Regions from separate parts of the Anser cygnoides genome. Here region 2 is linked to region 1. The links are chromatin contacts, called in public Hi-C maps. All regions are on one chromosome and are shown on one strand. The core of a region is the stretch at or near the end of the contact, and the rest is flanking DNA. Distances in the headings are between cores, read along the strand shown.

Region 1 (7,126 bases), core at 2,716-5,215:
CAGTCGGGGCCGTACAAGGTCTCCTCGCTGAGGCTGGAAGGACAAAGCGGGGCGGTGAGGTGAGACCAGGGCTGCGTCAGCACCCGGCCCCACTGCCCCCGGGCGCACCGGCACGGCCGCGCTCACCTGCCGCCCTCCAGCACGTCCAGGTCGGGGACGAACGCCATCTCCATGCCAAACGGGAAACCTGACGGCAAAACCTGTGGGGTGCCGGGGCCCTGCTCCTGCTCGTCCTGCTGGCAGCGGCGCTTGGGTGCACTCTGAGCCCGGCCGCTGCGTGCCGGGTTTTCAAGCGCCGCTGGAAGGAAGCGCTGTCAGAGCGGGATTTCCACCTTTCGCAACGCTCGGCTTCGCCCATTTCCGCTCTGCCCCAGCACGCCGGCTGCCGCGGCCCCGCCGCCGCCCGCGGGCATTGGCTCCGCGTGTGGGGCACGGCAGGGCGATGCTTTGGGGTTGGTGTGGGGCACGGCAGGGCGATGCTTTGGGGTCGGCGTGGGGCATGGTGGGGCAATGCTTTGGGGTCAGAGCGAGGCACACCAGCAGGGCGATGCTTTGGGGTCATTGGGGGGCAGGCAAGGCAATGCTTTGGGGTCATTTTGGGGCATGGTGAGGCAATGCTTTGGGGTCAGATTGAGGCACAGCAGCAGGGCAATGCTTTGGCGAAGGTGTGGGACACAGCAGGGCGATGTTTTGGGGTCAGTGTGGGGCACAGCAGGGCAGTACTTTGGGGTTGGTGTGGGACACGGCAGGGTGATGTTTTGGTGGCGGTGCGGGGCACAGCAGGGTGATGTTTTGGGGTCGGTGTGGCGCACGGAATGGGGTCAATGCTCTGGGTCTGGCGCTCGCGTGCTGGCCGGCAGTGGCCGGGCTGACACACCGGGGACTGCCCCGGCACCCACGATGACGCTCGCTCTCGTCAGGGCTGGGGCAAGGCCGGCCACCCCGGAAGGGGACGGTGGCGCAAGCGTGGCCGCTCGCCGATTTCCCCACCCGGACCCACAACTTCCTGCTGGCTGCCAGCGGCCGCGAGGACCCTGCGGGTCCCCTCCACCAGCCCGTGCAGCCCCCGACCCCCCCAGGAGGGCACGGAGCACATCTCACCCACGGGGACATCAGCCCCATCCACCTCGGATGCCATCCCCTTGGGGACGCTGCCTTTGGGGACACCACTGCCTTGGGGACGCTTCTCGCCGCAGCCCAGGCGTCTCCCCACTGCCGTGACCCCGTCCCCATCCCCACTGCAGCCCGTGCGTGCCTGCAGGATGTCCCCCAGCCAGCCCGGCTGGCTCCCATGTGGTTGCGCCACGGTGGCCAGGCCGGGGACGTGAGTGGCCCCGGTATTTTCCTGCAGCCATTTCACTTCCCAGAACAGCGCCGCCGCCCGTGGGACCGTGACTCAGGGCTGTGACTACAGCCCCCCGGCCCCCCAGCCTGCCCCTGCGCTGCCGGGTGCCCCGGGCCAAGGTGTCCCCGTGGCCAGGTGTCCCTCGTGCCACCATGTCCCCGGTCTGTGGTGGGTGTCCTCACGCCTGTCCCCGTGGTGGGTGTCCCCCGGGGTGGGTTTCCCCCCATGGGTGGGTGTTCCCCACACCACGATGTCCCCACACCATGCCAGATGTCCCCACGGGTGATGTCCCCCACACCAGGATGTCTGTCCACCACGGTGGACGCCCTCCATGGACAGATGTCCCCACACTATGGTGAATGTCCCCATGGGTGGATGTGCCTTGCACCAGGATGTCCCCATGGCAGGTGTCTCCATGGCGGATGTCCCCACACGATGTCAGATGCCCCCCGTGGGCAGATGTCCCCGTGGCATATATCCCCCACACCATAGCCAATGTCCCCTTGATGGATGTCTGTGCACCGTGATGGATGTTGTACACCATGACGGATGTCCCCACGTCATATCAGGTGTCCCCATGGCCAATGTCTCCACAATGTCCCCACACCATGGTGGATGTCCCCATGGCTGACGTCCCCACACCATGCTGGATGTCCCCACACCATGTCAGGTGTCCCCAAGGATATGTCTCCACACCATGACAGCTGTCCCCACACCATGTTGGGTGTCCCCACACCATGTTGGGTGTCCCCACACCATGTTGGGTGTCCCCAAGGCCAGCGTCCCCACACCACAGCGGATGTCCCCCCACCATGGTTGATGTCCCCACAGCCGATGTCCCCATGATGGATGTCCCCACACCACAGCAGATGTCCCCGCATGATGTCAGGTGTCCCCAAGGACGGTGTTCCCACACCATGATATATGTCCCCACACCAATGTCCCCATGTTGGATGTCCCTGCGAGAAAAATATCAAATAATTTTCTTCAGACAGGATCTTCTGTGAAGCTATTTTATTTGTGATTGCAATGGCGGGCGTCCTGCCAATTAGGAGTGCATTTTAGTAAACAAATCATAACCTTTTATTCCCTATTACCCGGCGCCTGATCACCTCCCCCGTTTCCTCATTGGCCGAGTACTACAGGTTCCTCTATACTACTCTATACTACGACGCGCCTCTATACAATATATGTACAATTTTTCGTTTTTTTTTCAACCCTTTAATTTCTCCTTTCTTATGTTTTGAGAACTTGTGATCTTTGTTTTACTGTTCTCACACTGCTCGTCCTGTTTTTCTCAAGCTTCCACCTTATTTTGGAACAGTGAGGCCTTCTACCATCCACTTACCTACTCAGCATTTCTCCTTATGGCCACACAACTACCTTGGAATACAGAAAATTAGCTCTCTGCTGCAAAAACCCAACTTTGTTTCTCACATCCCCACACCGTGTCGGGTGTCCCCAGGGCCGATATCCCCACACCATGGTTGATGTCCCCACAGCCAATGTCCCCATGATGGGTGTCCCCACACCATGTCGGGTGTCCCCGTGGCTGATGTCCCCCCACCACGGTACATGTCCCCACACCAGCGTCCCCATGCTGGATGTCTGTGCACCATGATGGACGTTGTACACCATGTCGGATGTCCCCACACCACGATGGATGTCCCACCACCACGGCCAGTGTCCCCATGATGGATGTCCCCACACCGTGGTGGATGTCCCCACACCTTGGTGGATGTCCCCACACCATGATGGATGTCCCCACACGATGGATGTCCCCACACCATGGCCAGTGTCCCCATGATGGATGCCCCCTCATCTCGGTGGATGTCCCCACACCATGATGGATGTCCCCACACTACGGCCAGTGTCCCCATGATGGATGTCCCCGCACCGTGTTGGATGTCCCCACACCTTGGTGGATGTCCCCACACCATGATGGATGTCCCACCACCACGGCCAGTGTCCCCATGATGGATGTCCCCACACCTTGGTGGATGTCCCCACACCATGATGGATGTCCCCACATGATGGATGTCCCCACACCATGGCCAGTGTCCCCATGATGGATGCCCCCTCATCTCGTTGGATGTCCCCACACCATGATGGATGTCCCCACACGATGGATGTCCCCACACCATGTCGGATGTCTCCACACTGTGGTGGATGTCCCCACACCATGATGGATGTCCCCACACCATGATGGATGTCCCCACACCATGGCCAGTGTCCCCAAGATGGATGCCCCCTCATCTCGGTGGATGTCCCCCCACCACGGTACATGTCCCCCCACCAACGTCCCCATGCTGGATGTCTGTGCACCACGATGGGTGTTGTACACCACGTCGGATGTCCCCACACCACTTTCGGTGTCCCCACACCGGTGTCCCCACACCAGTGTCCCCACCCCACGTCCGATGTCGTCGTCCCCCCCCCCACCCGTGTCCCCACGCCCCGCGCACGGCCCCGCCCCCCGGCGGGGGCTCCCTCTCCCCCCACGTGACCCCGCGCGCGCGCCCTCCTCTCCGGGGAGCGGGGGGGGGGGGGGGGGGGGGGCCGCGCAGGCGCACCGGGCGGGCCCCGCCGCGGCGGGGCTGCGTGGGCGTGGCCTCGGGGCGGGAGCGGGCGTGGCGACGCGGTGACGCAGCGGCGCGGGGGCGGGGCGGCGCGGGGCGGCAGTCGGCGGTTGGGGGCCGCTGTCAGAGCCGGGGCCGCAAGCGGGGCGGACGGGCGGGCCGGCAGGTACGGGGCGGGCGGGGGGGCGGCGGGGCCGGGCCGGGGGCGGCGGGGCCGGGGCGGGGCCGGGCCGGGCGGGGCCGGCGGGGAGGGGGGGGGGGGCGGCGGCGGGGCGGGGGGGGGGCGGCGGGCGCTCCCCGGTGTCCTTGGCGCCGCCGCCCGGGCGCCTCGGGGCGGGGGGAGGGGGCGTGGCCTCGGCGGGAGGGGGCGTGGCCTCGGGGTGGAGGGGGGCGTGGTCGGGGAGGGAGGGGGCGGGGCCGCCCGTGGGATGGGCAGCGCCGCGCGGCCAATGGGGAGGGGCGGGCGGTGAGCGCGGGAGGGGGGGGCGGGCGCTGATTGGGGGGGGAGGGGGAGGGGGAGGGGGAGGGGGAGGGGGAGGGGGAGGGGGAGGGGGAGGGGGCGGGGACTCGCCTCCAGCGCGGACGCACGTGGGGCAGCGGCGGGGCCGCAGGGGGACCCCCGGAGCCGGAGCCCCCCAGGGCCGGGGTCCCCGAGTCTCCCGGCCCCGGTACCCCCAGCCCTGGAGCCCCCAGGCCCGGGACCCCCCAGGCCCGGGACCCCGGAGCCCCCGGCCCCGGAGCCTCCAGGCCCAGAGACCCCCAGGCCCGGAGCCTTCAGCCCCGGGGTACCTGAGCCCCCCGGCCCCGGGACCCCCAGCCCTGGGGCCTCCATCCCTGGAACCCCCAGCCCCGGGGACCCCAGGCCCAGAGCCCCCCCAGGCCTGGAATCCCTGAGCCCCCCAGGCCCAGGACCCCCAGGCCCGGAGCCCCCAGCCCTGGGACCCCGGAGCCTCCAGCCCCGGGCACCCAGTCCTAGAGCCCCCCCCCGGCCTGGTGTCCCTGAAAGCCCCAAGCTGGAGCCCCCCAACCCCGGGACCCCCAGCTCTGGGCACCCCAGGCCCGGAGCCCCCCAGCCCCGGGACCCCCAATCCCTGGGGACCCCCAGCCCTGGTCCCCCCGGAGCCTGTAGGCCCAGGCCGGCTTCATGGAGGGCCCCGTGCCCAGGCCGCCTCTGGTGCTGCCAGGACCCCTGCCGGGGCGCAGAGGCCCTGCCCGCAGCAGCCCCGTTGCACGCCGTGCCGCCGGCCCCGCCGTGCCGCCAGCAGGAGCGGTGGCCGCCGGCGCTCTTGGTGTCTTGGGGACAAAAGGGCCGGTGTCGGCATGTGCCCTGCCAGGTGGGTCCACGTGCCAGCCGCCCGATAAGCGCTGTGCTCAGCACCTTTGCCTCTCCCTCGTGTTCTTCCCGTAGGTTGGGCTGGGCGCGGTGACCGGCAGCTTGACTTCCCTCCGATCAAGCCTTTAATTCCTGCTTATCCTCTAGCTGGCAGTTTTGATTCTAAGGAGGGGGAAAAAAAAAAAAAAAAGGCATTTCCCAATTAACTGTGTTCTGTGGCAGGTTTCGGTGGCTCTGGCTGCCAGAGGTCACGTTAGCGCCTTATTCCGCTTTGCTTAGCGGTGTGCTCGTGCACGTATCGGCCCGTAACCTGCCCTGAGCATTGTGGTGTTTGCCCTTCCACTGAGAACACGAGGCTGCTGGAGTTTTATCCAGCGTTAGCGGCGAGGGCCCAGCCGAGCAGTGGGTTTTCTTCTCCTAATGCCCCTCGTGTGGAAGCAGGGCACCCTCGCGGGGGGCTTTGTACCAGGGCACTGCTCCTGCAGCTGCGTCCCCGCGCTGCTCCCACCTCCCTCGGGCACGACCGGCGCTGGAGAGAGGCTCCCCGGGGCGGTGGGGTCCCGCTGGGTCGGGCTGAACTCTGGCATTACCGCCCGTGCTCTCCCCAGAGGTCACCGAGCCGCTGCTGGGCGGCAGGCCTGAAACTGGACACCGGCGCTGACGCTTTTGTCCCAAAGCTTTTTTCCCCCCACGTGTGCGCGCGCGCCGGCGGGCAGCTCGGCCGGCTCTCCGAAGTATCTCGAAATAATTTGGCGGCTTAGACGCGAGGAGGGAGAGCCGCCAGCCAGAAAAACACCCGACATCGGTGGCCCTGCCGCGTCTGCCCGCTTAGAGCCGGTCACCCGGCGTGGGGCTCGGGGCCCCTGCCTGGGTGCTGGTGGGTGTGAGAAAGCGGAGGGGAAGGGACACGCTTCTGCCCCCGAGTAACTGCCTCTGACACGAATTTCTGCCCTTAATTAGCGCCTGCAGTGAATAAAGGGCCAGGAATGCTGCGCGCTGGCATTCCCCGCCTGGAAGCGTTGTCCCAGCCGGGTGCAGCAGTCGGCCCCAAATGGGTCAGGACGCTGCTGCTGCTCTTAACGTTGCATCACCCCAAATCTTGCGTTTCGAGGGGGGGAAGCTTAGCTGCCGCGGTGCTGAGTAGCTAAAACTTGATCCGACACCCCAAATTTTGGCAGCAGGGCTGACAAAATGCTGGTCAGGACGCCTCGCGCTGCCAAACTTTGCTCTTCTGGGACCGAGCGGCGGCTGCGGGACGTGGGGACGGCTCCAGCCCGGCCTCAGGGGTGGCACCAGGCAGGGCAAAGCTCCCCGAGGCGATCGTGTTCCAGCACTTTCCCTGGGGCTGCGTTATCAGCAGTGTTTTACAGCGGCAGCTCGGTTCGCCCTGCGGACTCGCGCCCGCCCGCTTTGGCCGCGGCCACTCGCCGCTGGGACGGTGACAGCTCGGTGCGCGCAGTGCCGCGCTGCAGCCCGGCCGAGGCCAAAAGCAGAGCGAGTGCCGGGTGAGTAATGCAGCAAAAATGGGCCCGGGAGAGCCGCTCCGGTCCGGCTGCCAGCCTTCGGAATAGGGAAGGGAGTGGAGGAGAAGCTGCTGCGGGGTTTGCGCAACGAGAGCTGCTTTCCTGCGGCTCGTGTGCGGGGCTGGAGAGGTCCCTGCGGGGGACCCTGTGGGGCTGAAGGGAAATGCGGCGTCCAGCACCCAAGCCCAGCTGGGCAATGAAACGTCCCCGGCACCCCTCTGGGCAGGGGGGTTGCTTCGGTGCCCGGCTGGGAGGCGTTCGTCCTCCAAACTCCCGGGGCTGGCGGCGCTGCGGCTGGCGTCCTGTTCCCGGTGCTGGGTGCAGGGACCGAAGCCTTCGCTCCCGG
Region 2 (7,126 bases), core at 1,649-4,148, 57 kb after region 1:
CCGAGCAGCCTCCGTAGCTCTTTGTTTTTGCCAAACGTCCTCGTCTCAAAGCCCCCCTGGGCTGCGTGAGCGCCGGGAGGGGGCCCGCGGGGGCCCGCTCTGCCCCTTCCTCGCGTCCCCCTCAGCGCGGAGCCCCCAGCGCCTGGCTGTGCCGCGTCGCCCCCGGCCTGCGGCGGGATTTCCGTCCCCGCCGGGCCGTGCTGCAGGGGCACCGGCCGAATCCCGCGCCGACCCCTCCCCGAGAGCCCCTGGCGGCGGCGGGGCCGGGCGGGGAAGGGTGCTGAGCGGCTCGGTGGCGTGGGGAGGAGGGGAGGGGGCTCGCGCTTGGCTCAGCCGGGCTGACGCGGGACGAAAGCGAGCCTGGACCCCAAATCGAACCCCAAACCGACCCCCCCCCGGCAGCCGCGCTCCGCTGCCCGGCGAGGGGACGCTCGTCCCTGGGGCCGTCGGGGCGACGCCTCTCGGCGGCACGGGGTTAACGGGGCAAAAGCAGCCCCGAGGGGGCCGCGCAGCTCGTGGGCCTTGCCCCTCGCAGCCCCGTCCTGTGCGTTTCAGCCCCGATTCGTCCCGGAGGGGAGCGGGAGAGGGAAGGGCGGGGGCGATGGAGGGGCTCGAGCCCCCCGTGAGCGTTCCCGCGAGGTTTTAACGTCGGCCCCTCGCCGTCAGGGCTGCGGGACGGGAGCTGCGGGGGTGAGGGGTGGAGCAGGGGCAGGATGGGGCCGCTAAGCTGCCCCCGCGGTGCTGAGCTGCCCCTGCAGTGCGGAGCTGCCCCCGCGGAGCCGCCCCCGAGCTGCCCCTCGCCCCCCGAGCACCAGCAGGGCGAGAAGCAGACGCGGCTGCCCCCGCAGCTCCCCGTCCTCGCCGCGTCCCCGCTGCCGCCCCCAGCACGCCGCTTTGGGGACCCCCCCCCGAATATTTGCAGCCCCCCCCCCCTGCTGCTTCCACGGCTCGCGTGGGGCAAGGGGAAGGCGGCGGGGCCCCGAGTGGGGGCAGAGCGGGCCCGTGCCGCGGCTGTAGTTGGTTCCTGCTCCTCTGGGGGGCACCGGAGCCCCCCGAAAGGCGGCGGGGAGCGGGAGCAGGACTGGCGGGGCGCCCCGCAGGCTGCCAGCACCTCACCCGGCCGCGCCGTCCCCCCGCGGAGCAGCCTGGGGACGAGGGGCGCGTGGCTAACGCGCGGCCCCGGCAGCAGGAAGGCAGAGCGCAGGGAGCAGCACGAATGTTTTCCACCTCCCTCCCTTCCTTTCCCCCCCCCGGTGAAGCAAATCAAAGGGAGGGGCAGGGCCCGGCCCAGGTCCGCAGAGCCCCGCGGAGCGCCTCGGGATCGCGGCGCCCGTGGGGGGAGAGCGGAACCCGGCCTGTTCTGCACCGAAAAAAAAACCAAACACCCGCTCCCCACGAGGATCGGGGTGTTTTTGGGGCCACCCCGGTGCTCGCGGCCCCGCGCTGGGGCTGTTTTATGGGGCTGGTGGTGCTGCCGTGAGCCATCGCTGCGCCTGGCGCCCCGGGGGCTCAGCACCCTGTGCCTAACGCCCCCTTCTCGCCGTGAGCCGTGCTCGGGGCCCGCTCTCCTCCCCTTGTGCCGTCGCCTGGTGGCGGTGGCAGTGCCGGGTGGGACCCGGGGAAGGCCCCGGCGCGGAGCAGGGAGGTTCGTTCTCGGGGAAGCCCCCCCCAGAGGAAGGGTTTCGGGGTGGGAAGGTGCCGAAGGGTCCCCAGCCCGCGTCCCTGGCCTCCTCCCGCGAGCCTGTTCCAGGAGCGGAGGCCGGGAGGGAGCGGGGCCGCCCCCCCAGCGGCACGCAGCGTGGCGGGTGCCCGGACTGCTTTCCCCCCGAGCCCCCCGCGGGTTTTCCTGCTCGGCTCAAGCCCCCGCTGTGCTCCCGGCCTGACCCAGGAAGCCGGAGCCCACCTCGCCCCGCGCCGAGGGGCCGGCCTGCCCTGCGTCCCGCTCCCGTTGCGCCTGGGGGTGCCGGGGGAATCCCCCCCCCCCCACATACGGCAGAGCCCCGGCGCGAGCCGAGGCCGGGTGGGCGCCCATTAGAGTGGCCTGACCCCGCTCCGCCTGGCCCCGCAGCCTGGCCCCATGTGTCCCCAGGCACACGAGGAGGAGGAGGAGGAGGAGGAGGAGGGCAGCGCCTGGTGACGCTTCCCCGGCGCTCTCCCCCTGCCTCCGGCAAATCGCGGGGCAGCGGCTGTCCGAGCCGGAGCGGGCGCCTGGCGTTTGTTTTCTCTCGGAGGATTCCTTTTTTTCTCCTCGATTCCCCTCACACCTCGCCGCTGATCCCCTCGTTGCACAGGGAGCGGTTCCCCCTTCCCTTCTGCGCGCTGCCCGGGGTCTTTTAGTCCTGCTCAGTTCGTCCTTCGCCCCTTTTGTCTCCCACTCCAGCAGCCCTGTCCTTCTCCCGGCCTTTGCCCACTGCTGCCCGTCGGGGTTTTCCCCTTCCCACCCCGTTTCTCCACCTCCGGGCTGCCCCGGCAGCTCGCCAGGGCCGGGAAATCGCCTTGCAGCCGCGCACCCCAAGCGGCACCGAGCCTTCTGCATCGGCAGCAGCCCAGCTCCACGGCAAAGCGTCTTTCTGGGGGGGGCTGCAACGCTTCAGCTGGAGGCGGAATTCCCCCAGCCCCAACGCCTGGCGTGGCCCCCGGCTGCAGCGAGCCCCCTTCCAGCCCAATTTGCCTTCACGGGGGGCGCGAGTCCTCGGGCCGGGGCGCTGAGACCGGCAGCCGAGCGTCAGCTCCCCTGTCACGCACCCCGTCGCTCAGGGCTCCGGTTGCCCTGCCAAGGTAGCGAGCTCCAAAATTAGGTCCCCGCACCAAAAATAACTAAATTAAAACCTATAAATTTATTTTTATTTTTTTTTTCCCCTCTTAACAAGCAGAAAATCCCAGGGCTGGAGGCCGGGGGGACAGCGTGTGCCTGATTCTCAGTTAGAAAAGGAAAAAAAAAAAAGCCGCCTGCTTGTTTTAACGCTGCGGCGGTTGCCCGCGGGGGAAGGAGGGCGGCGTGGAAAACTACCGGGAGCGGTGCGTGGGTCCCTGCCCCACGCTGCCCGGCCCCGGCCCCTCCCCGGGGAGCCGGAGCCGAACCCAGGGCGGTTTGGCCTCGCGCCGGCCCCTCGGGGAGCTCCGCGGCCCCAGGCTGTGCGAGCGGCAGGCGGACAGCGGCGGTCCCGGGGGACTTTGCCCGCCGGTGGCGCGTCCCGCCGTCCTTGACCTACATTTCCCAGCAGCAGGGAGATCCGGGCCCTCCGGTGACGGCTCCGCGGCCCTCCCGCCGTTCAAAGTCGCCTGGTGGCAGCGAGTTGGCTCTCCTGAGCGGCTCCTGCAACACCCGGGAGATCAGCAGCGAAGGCCGAAAGCTCCCCCGAAAGGGCTCAAAGCTCTGGCGGGGCCGGCAGGAGCGGGGCGGCACGTCCCGGGGCGGGGGGGACCCTGCTGCGGGCAGGGCCGGACCCGCCGGGCTGCGGGGCCGGGCGGTGAAGGCGTCTCGGTGCTCCCTGGGGTCCTCGGTGGAGCCTGCGCCGCACGGGGCGGCGTTTTGGGGCCGAGGGGACGGCGTCGGCTGCCTCCCGTGGCACGGCACGGGGATAAAGGGCGCCCTCCAGGAGCAGCTGGGGGGGCTCTCCCCCACCGGCCCCCCCCCACCTCAATAGGACGAAGCCAGGAAAAGCCCCGGGGCCGCCCCGGGTCCCTGCCCTGCTCCCGGGGCCGCAGCGCGGCGGTAGCCGGCTGGGTCCCGGCACTTGTTTACTGCGGGTGTGCGCTGCGCCGTGAGGGGGGGCGAGGGGGGGTTGGTATTCAGCTCGCCGAGCGCTTTGCCTAACGGGGTGAGGTGCGCAGGGAGCCGGGAGCCTTCCGGGGGCACGAGCCCGCGGCGAGCCCTCCTCGCGCCGCGGCGCTCCGCCGGCAAAACCGAGGGCGGCTGAATGCGAGGTGCCCGGCGAGCCGGTGCCGGGAGGCGTTAAAGCCGCGGGAGGGGGGAGGCTCCTCTCGGCTCGCTGGCACAGGCAGCAGCAGGAGCGCGGGCCCCGTGTTTTCCACGCGCGTGATCCCTGCGGCGGCCGCGCCCGGCGCCGCACTCCTCACCCTGGACTCGCCGCCGGGAGCGGCCTCGGCGCGGCATGCGGGGTCGTTACGCCCCCAGCCCGGTGCCTGGTGCTGCGGGAAATGCCCCCCTTGGGTCGGGCATGCGGGCGCCGTGTGCCTGGGCTTCTCTGTTCCTCGCTCGCTTGGCACTTCGTTACCGCTTGATGAGATCTTTCCATTCTTGGCAACCTCTCGGGCCCGAGCAGGGTTTCGCGTGCCGCGCGGGGCCGCTGGCGGAGGGCCGGGCGTGGGGCCGGGCTGCTCGGTCCCTGCCCTTCGCTGCAGGGCGGCCCTGTACGGCGCTGCCCTCCGCTTCCCCTGCTCTGACGGGGGGAAGGTGGTGGGGGCAGGAGAGGCTTTTTGGGGTCAGGATGTGCTTGCGAGACCCGGTGAGGGGTGCTGGGGACGGCAGGGGTGCTGCCGATGCCTCCTTCGGCCTCCGTTTCGGTTACTGGGCCTCTGCAGCGCCCGCCCGGCCTCCCCGCACCGCCCTCCCCGGCCGTGCCCCGTGGTGCCTCTGCAGGATGGATGCTGCAAGTGCTCACAGCGCCTGGGTCTGAAAAAAATGGGATTTGAAGGAGAAAAACGAGTCCCCGGGGATGAGGCCCGAGCCGACTCCCTCCCGTGGCATGCCCGGCCTCGGCACCCCCTCGGGAACGGCCGCGCGGCCGGATCGAGCGCCCAGCGCCTGCGTCCTGGCCTGGAAACTCCTCGAAGAGGAGCTCTGCGAGCTGCCCTACTTCTCCCCGCTCACAGCGTCAAAGCAAAGCCTTCGGCGCTCGGTCCCTGCCCCTGGCCGCGCGCCGCGCTGCTGGTGCAGAGCTGCTGCCGGAGCTGCTCCCTGAGGCGGGCGGCGGGTTCGGGCGGGCGTCCCCACGCTCGCTCTGCGGCCGCTGCGGCGTCCGCACGGCTCCGATCGCCTCCGATCGCCGCCCCGCGGTGCCGGAACGAGGAGGGGCGCAGAAACGCGCACGGGGCGAGCGGGGAACTCGTCCCGAGGCCGGCAGCGCTGCCGCCTGCCCGGGCCCCCCCGCTCCCTTCTGCCGGGCCCCGGCCCCGCGCCGCCGGGCTCTGACGCGGTGACGGCACCGCCGGGCGCTGCGGCTCGGCACGGTGCGAAACAGATTGGCTGCTTCTCGACGGCGCATTGTTAAAGGTTTCACCTCCCCCAAAATGACACATGGCGGGCAAAAATAGAACAAGACAGAACACACAGACCCACCCACGCCATCCCCACCACCCGGCAGCCAAGTGCACGCGGTGCCAAAGCCCGGCTTTGCAGAGCTGCCGCTTTTTCACCCTCCCTCTCCTCAGCCCCGCTGCCACCTGCCGCCGGCCCGAGCGACCGCCGCAGCGGGCAGATGGCCGTCCGCTGCGCTCCGCGTCTGGCCCCTCCGTTGGGCTCCTTCCCGTTCTCCTCAAGGATTCAGCCCTCGCCCGGCGGGTCCGAGGACGGAGCTGCCTCGTGGAGGAGCTGCGGCCCGAGGCTGACGAGGGGGGCTGCTCCCAGCCGGGGATCCAGAGCCGATTCCTCGAGCGCCACCGGCACGGAGGGCAGCGTGTGCTAAAAGCGCGCTCGGACCAGGCGAGGATCCGGGCAGAAAGTCTCCAGACAAGGTGCCGCGGCTCCAGGAGGCGGCGCGGGGACGTCAGCCTCCTGCCGGAGACCTCTGGCTGCGCCGAGGCCCGTGTCTGCCACCCGGATCCGCGGTGCCGCGGGGGAATTCGCCGCTTGGCCTGCTGCTCCGTGGAGGGCGCGAGGGACGGCGCCGACAGGCAGGGGGCTGGGAGGAAAACTGCCGCCGCCAGCAGCTCCGCGGCAAGGCTGGGACGAGAGAATCGCGGTGGAGACGTGGCAGAGCGCGCCCTGCCTCAGTTTCCCCGCAGAAGGAACCCAAATGACACCGACTGCTCCTGGGGCAGCTGCGAAACCCCTCGTGCCTGCGCGCTGCGGCGCCGGCGTGCTCGGCGAGGTCCCTGGAAGGCTAAAACCTCCCGAAGCGCCTTGTCCTGCGTCTGCCCAGCCCCAGCACCTTCCTCCCGAGGAGGAGGAGGCGCTCAGGCCCTGCCGTTTGCAGCCGGCGCATTACCACGCCTGCTTTTGCGCGGATGAGGTTTCTCCCCGCTCTGGCCTCACCGGCTGGAGGCGACTCCGCGCCGCGCCTCCTCCCCGGCGCCTTGCCGGCGGGTTTCGGAGGACACCGAGCTCTGCCTCGTGCCGCGGTGTCACGTCCCAGCGCGCCCTGCGGGGCTGGACGCGGGGCTTTGCTGGCCACCAGGACGTGGGAGTCAGGCGAACCGGCGGCACCGTGGGCCACGGCAGGCGGGCGGTGCCGCGGGACGCCGAAAATCCCGCGTGCGTGGCCGCCCGCGGAGGTCACACCGGTGCAGGGGCGGGCTGATTTTACAGAAACGCTGCAGGAAGGGGAAAAGCAGCCGGTTTTCGGCCCCGGAGGGGGTTTCTGGTTCACCACGCGGCCGCTTGGACGCCTGCTCCAGCCCCAAGGACGCGGGGCAGAGGCGGGAGCAGCGCGGCCGGGCCGCGTCCACGCGTGGAGCCCACAGCACGGGGACAGCCCCCGGGGCCGCCCAACCCTGCCCTGGGGACACGCCACCTGCGGGTGACACCAACGGGGCACGGCTCCGGTTCTCCCCAGCCCCGGTGCCCGGCCGGGAGCCCGGCGGCTGCTCGGGGCCCGCAGCCCGTTCGCCTCCTCCGGTCCGGGGGCGGCTTGGAAGCCGCCAGCTGGAGCCAACCAGCGCGAGCGCCGGGTTTCGGCGCTGCCATGCCAACCCCGTTTCCATGGCAATTGGCACCCAATGGGCGAACGCCAAGCGAGGCCAAAATTCCCCAGAAAAAGGGCCGCCGTGCCCCCCGAAACCGCCCGCCCGGTGCCGCCACGGGCCGGGAGCCCACGGCTGCTCGGCGCAGAGCCACGGCGGGACGCGCGCGGCCGTCGCCGGCCACGAAGGAGGAAAAAAATCACCCCCGTGTGCACGCAGACCCCTCCACAAACCCCTCTGATCGTCTCCCGAGCCTAATTTA

What was found. A called contact is a pair of places that touch in the nucleus more often than the background predicts.
Region 2: a contact with region 1 is called in a Hi-C map of liver, with 5 times the contacts expected there. The contact joins the enhancer-like site here to the promoter of OGDH in region 1. A contact is called at or near these places in 2 of 7 Hi-C or Micro-C datasets (both in liver).

Annotation. Positions count from the first base shown.
Region 1 is chr26:4,560,184-4,567,309 of Taihu_goose_T2T_genome, forward strand. OGDH (oxoglutarate dehydrogenase) reads left to right here and starts at 3,966. Exons shown (of 23, transcript XM_066983352.1): 1 at 3,966-4,090. It overlaps LOC106049715 (interleukin-1 receptor antagonist protein), which reads right to left and starts at 274. Exons shown (of 6, transcript XM_048054162.2): 1 at 127-274; 2 at 1-33. The coding sequence starts at 173.
Region 2 is chr26:4,617,938-4,625,063 of Taihu_goose_T2T_genome, forward strand. The region is part of intron 2 of NUDCD3 (NudC domain containing 3); the gene reads left to right. Among named protein-coding and RNA genes, the nearest start is that of NUDCD3, 5.4 kb to the left of the region's middle. Within about 2 kb of position 2,899, at least 1 of the 3 cell types and tissues checked has open chromatin away from gene starts, as enhancers often do. A contact at or near this core is called in liver, where this site is marked.